Linked DNA regions of Anas platyrhynchos: region 2 is linked to region 1. Evidence: chromatin contacts called from public Hi-C data. All regions are on one chromosome and are shown on one strand. The core of a region is the stretch at or near the end of the contact, and the rest is flanking DNA. Distances in the headings are between cores, read along the strand shown.

Evidence for each region. A called contact is a pair of places that touch in the nucleus more often than the background predicts.
Region 2: a Hi-C map of liver shows a contact between it and region 1, with 2.6 times the contacts expected there. The contact joins the enhancer-like site here to the promoter of PLXNB2 in region 1. A contact is called at or near these places in 2 of 8 Hi-C or Micro-C datasets (liver and skeletal muscle).

The regions. Positions count from the first base shown.
Region 1 is chr1:21,703,737-21,706,436 of IASCAAS_PekinDuck_T2T, forward strand. PLXNB2 (plexin B2) reads right to left here and starts at 1,374. Exons shown (of 38, transcript XM_038173392.2): 1 at 1,245-1,374.
Region 2 is chr1:21,764,401-21,767,100 of IASCAAS_PekinDuck_T2T, forward strand. No RefSeq gene overlaps it. Among named protein-coding and RNA genes, the nearest start is that of PLXNB2, 61 kb to the left of the region's middle. Within about 2 kb of position 1,336, at least 2 of the 8 cell types and tissues checked have an H3K27ac peak or open chromatin away from gene starts, as enhancers often do.

The sequences.
Region 1 (2,700 bases), core at 124-2,623:
GCGATCCCAGGTACGTCCCGGCAGCCCACTGCCTACCGACCCTAGCTTCCTTCTAGATTCCATTGTAATGAGAACATAAATAGTAGGACAAGCACATATCACTCTTGAATGAATTACCTATTGAGAGTTCCCTCTGGTGTTCACTAAGTTAATCATCACATTCAAGGTAACAGCGTTAGCTACAAAAGCACCAAGTTCCCCCACGAGCAAGTTTTTCTTTGGATGGCGGTAGGGACAGGACCGCAGCCTCGCAACTCACCGACAACAAAGAGATTTCCACGAGATTTCAGAGCCTCAAGAAACTTGCAGCTCGCTCTGCGTTCACCCCAGCAGCCGGCTAACCCCAAAAGGACCCGAACCGGGGCCGCTCCCTCCCCTCCCCGGGTGGCGCCGAGGCTGCGCCAGCCTCCCGTGGGGAGACAGCCGCAAGTCACAGGTACAGCCCATCGCGACACGGAAAAAAAATAAAAAAAAAAAAAAAAGGAAGGCAGAGGTGTTCAGCGGTGCCGAATAACTAAGCTTTGAGTCACCCATGTTCCAAGCTCGCATTTCCATTCTCCCGCACGGAACGCGAGCGAAGCACCCCGTATGTAATTAACAGCTCGGAAAGAAAAGTTTAAAGCTGCCTGAGCGAAGAGACGGGAGGAAAAACCCCAAACAGCTCGGAGCCGGCGGGGAGCGGGGCCAGCGCTGGCCGCGCCCGGAGCGGGGGAACCGGGGCCGAGCTGCGGGGGCTCGGGGGGCGCCGCGGCCCCTGCAAGGACCGCGCTCAAAGTGCGGAGCCCCGAAAGCGAAGCCAGCCGGGGGGCGAGGAGCAGCGCAACCCCCCCGTGCCGTGCCGAGCCGTGCCGTACCGTGCCGGTCCCTCCGCCCTGCCCGATACCCCGCGATCCCGGGGAGAAGGGGAGAAGGAGGAGGAGCTCGCCCCCCGCTACCCCCAGGGCAGGGGAAGGGGCTGCGTTACCTTCAACAGGTGCAGGCAGGGGGGAGCCCCGCGGAGCCCCGGAGCTGCCCGAGCGGCCGGCTGCCCGCAGCCCGGGGCTGGGCGGAGGCGCTACGGCAGCCCCCGGCGGCCGCCCGCTGCTCCCCGCGGGCCCCACCTCGGGGAGAGGAAGGAGGGGAGGCAGGGAAAGAGGAGAGAAAGAGCCCCGAGAGGGATCGAGCGGCCGTCACATGGCGCTGCCGATCCGCCAGCCGGAGCCTACGCCGGGGAGCCGGAGAAAAGCTGCGAGGAGGGGACACACCTGTAGGCGCAGCACATATCCGCTGTGAGCACAATGCGAGACAGGAAACTGAAAAGGAACAGCCCAGGAAAGGAGAGAGGCTCCCGTCCCTCCCTCTTTCCCTCCCTCCCTCCCTCCGTCCTCCTCCTCCTCCTCCTCCTCCTCCTGCTCTCTCCACCCCCTGCCCCCGGTCAGGATCCGCTTGCAGCGCTGTCTCCTGCCGGGAGCAGCAGGCAGAGGGCCGGGCGGAGGAACCAGCCGCACTTTCTCTCTCCCTTTCTCTTCCCCGGCTCTGTATTGTGTTGCCCGCCAGCCAGGCAGAGCCCAGGGGGCTCCCCTCACGGGGGAACCGGGGTCGGGCCGGGGGCTCCGCTCCAGCCCCCGGGATGCGAGCCGCGGGCTGCCCTTGGGAATCGCTGGCCGGGATCGGAGAGCGGGGGAGACCCCGGCTGTGCCCAGCCTGGAGGCCCGGGGATGCCCGGCACGGCCCCGGGGGGGGTCGAGGAAGCACCCCCCGAAGGGGTCGGGAAGGGGAAGATCGCCACCCCTCGTCCCCTCAGCGGGGATGCAGCTGCTGTGGGGCTCGGGGTTCCCCTCTCCCGAGCGCTCCTGTCGTTGTGGGGCCCAAAATATGTCCCCACCACCCCCGGCAACATCTGGAGTGAACTTAGAGTACTTCGGGGTTTACCCCTCTCTGGTCAATCTGTGCGCGGTCGCGCTTTCTGAAGGTCTGTCTCTTCCCCCTCTGGGGCTCTCCACCAAAACCCCAAATTTCTCCCTTCCTCCCCCAGAAACACCCAAACGGGAGCCCGCTCCTTGTGCACAAACAGGGAGTCGCATTCCTGCAGCATCAGGGGCTTCCCTGCGCCCAGACACCAAATTTGCCTTGACTATATATCCCTATAACATAGAGATGATCTATTAAAAAGAGGGATGGATTAGCAGAATGGCTCACGTAAGCTTTAGGCAAGTTGTTTAGGCTTGGTAGGTGACTTTCCATCAGTCAAACGTGGACAGGCAACGTTGCAAGGAGCAGTTAATTAGCTGCTGTTGGCACTTTGAGTGCAGCTTCATTAAATGCTGCGTGCATTGGGCTTCTTGCTGAAATAACAGGAGAGGGCTGGTCAGAGCCGTGCTTCTCAAATGGCACCTGGGAAGCTGCTGAGAAACTGTCACTGGATCTCGGAGCAGTAACAAATAGGAAATAAATAAAAACCAGCTCCAAAACCTGTGCAGGAGTAGGAAGTGGCAGGCTGTTGGAGGAGATATTAAACTGGCGCTCGGCCACAACTGTGCAAAGTGCAGCCACGGTGTTTGCAGCGGGGTGGGACCATTGTGGTGTTGTGTGGGCTGGCTGGGTCCCATCCCCTCTTCCTGAAAAGCTCCAGCAGGTCTCGTCCCTGCCTGTTTGCCTCTTGCCTGCTCCATACGTGAGCGGGCTGAGTCGCCACAAGATGAGGAAGACCAACTCTAGCAT
Region 2 (2,700 bases), core at 86-2,585, 61 kb after region 1:
AATCATTCTTTTGTCTGTAAACTCAGGTGGTCATGATGGGCTTACTGCACTCCTGCTGTATTCAGATGTCTAGGAAATGGATTTTAGGGTTGTAACTCTCCTCTGGCTGTTCTACAGATCCAAATATGCCCAAGGAGTAGGCACTGCTGCAGATCAAAGACATAGAGGAGTTGCAAGGTACATTGTTCTTTTGGTAGAACATCCATGAAGCCATGCTCACCCTGTATAGCTGCCTTCAACTGAGGTTTAAACCCTTGGTATTTACTGAGTCCTACAAAAGTAGCTTTACCTTACTGATGCCAGAAAGTGCAATTTCAGCTAGCATGATTATAGCTCAGAAAGCAAAGGCCAGACTCAGTCTGAAATAAGTCAGAAGAGTTATGTCTACTGTCACCTAAATGAATTTGGCCTCAAATACTCAAAGAAAGTATTACACAAAGAGCCAGAGTGGATCATATGCTCATTACGCATGGCTTCCATTATATAGTAGGCATATTTCCTTCAGGTACTCTTATACACAAGCTGTGGATGCTCAGTTTTTTGGCAGCATAACTACTTGGAAATGTCCCATGCTGTTTGATAAGCCCCAGATGGTAACCAGATGGCTACATATAACTCTTTGGAAGTGCTGCTGCAGACTAGGAGTAAGAAACCCAAGTAAGTCTACAAACATCTCCCTCTCTTTCCCATAACTTCTATTAATAAGGAGTAAAGATTACCATAGTGTATCCCCATTGATAAATGATGGTAGATGATGTGGGTTTTGCAGATCATTCTCCTATTTCATGAGAAACAAAAACACTGACCCAGACTCCGGGCATTTCCTATGGTGACTTGTTTGGTATACCCTACTTTGTCAAACTGGAGACAGTTTTAAACTTGAAATTGCTGTCAAAATCCAGAATATTATTCTATCTTCATGCTTTCTAAGACTTTAGTAATATAGCAAACTCTGCTTCATTTACTCCCTTTCTAAGAGCTCTCCTTTAGACCAACTTAGGAGACATCCATTTTTAAGGGGAAAGGTACACTCTCATGTGCTAATCTCCTAACAGATGATATGCAGGCAAGTAACACGCAGGCAAACCCAGTTTTTGGAAATCTTGGCTCTGACATCAATGCTTAGCTCTCAAGAGGATTTCTGTACAAAGGCTTACCCAAGCTCCAGAGATGCAAACAGAGGACTAACCATCTTGATGTTTGTTAGTTGCATCTCTTCCTAAACCAGAATTACAAAAGAGTAACATTTGTTCTACAGTACTTTTCCAGACACTGTGTGTTTACGGTAAGAAAGAGAAGTTACAGGACAGTGATGATTCACACCACCATGGTATTTTCCAGCCACATGCAAAGACAAGGTAATGATTCAACTGCTTCTTCCAGTCACGCACCAGGAACTTATAGTAGAATTTGAGCCAAGTTTTTTTTTTTTTTTTTTCACTTCTCATATCCATTGGCTGCCCGTAGTCATCTCTCAGTCACCACACTCCTCTCTAAACATAACAAAAAGGCCTCTTATTAGGCAGAAAGGCTGAAATATGGTTTAGCATAACCTGTAATACCAGACATCTTTCTCCCTCTCTCACACATTGTTTTAGTTTGCAGTCAAGGGAAACATGCTGATGGAAGATTTAGAGATATAAATGAGGCCTGGAGTATTTACACATTGCTACTTTAATATTGCTACATTGTCACAAAAAGTTAACACACCTCATTTTCTAGTTGTGTGGAAATACTGTGTTTTTATAGGAATTTCTTTTGGGAAGTTCTTTGTAAGAATTTGTTTGGCTCCAGATGGATATCTTCTCACCATATTAGTATTTCCCAGTGTTGGTCACCAATTTACTGTGAACTTTTGTTTTACCTTTGTTTAGAGCCTATTATACAATCATTACTTCTGTATTATAAAACACCATAAAATAACTTCCCAATTGATACCTGACACAAACGTTCAAACATAATCTGAATTTAATAGTATTAAAGCTTCTCAGCATCAAACTCTATTGCTCCATGAGACAAAAATCAAATTATTTTCAGCTCTATAGACAAAGGATACATTATGTTGGTTTGTAGTTAAACACATCAGACATTTATTAGGGACAAAAACAATTACATGAGATATTGCACGTGCATTGACAGAAGGACGTACGTGTATGCATGCATGAAGGAGATACAAGGCAGAGAGGCAAAAGGATAGAAGGGGGACATCTGTGATGGGTAATAGATTAAAATACAGGAAAAAAAGCTGCCACTCAGAATGAGAACCAAGATTTTGCTTTAAATATCATAGCTGTCATTTTGATGGTAGAAGAACCCATTGCAGTTACATTCATAGAAGCTTTAGTCTTCACTAGGAGTTCACCAAGATTTAGTCGAATGCTATTATTTTTATGATTTGGTGTTTTGAAACTGTTTATTCTGTCAATGAATTTCTGTCAAAAAGTGCATTACTCTGTCAATACTCTATTGTTAATATTGCATGTTTTAATGATTTCTAACCTGTCTTGAATATTTGTTCTCTGGGTGTTTCTCATTGCCATACATGAGAAAATTTGGATTTTTATGTGGTTTAAACTGTTCAGACTTATTAAGAACACAACAGAATCAAGAACAGGGAAAATCCAAAACAGCTTTGGGAAGTCCCTACAGAAGCATTTGTTTCCTGCTTTCATACTGCCATCTTGAGTACATATATTAAAA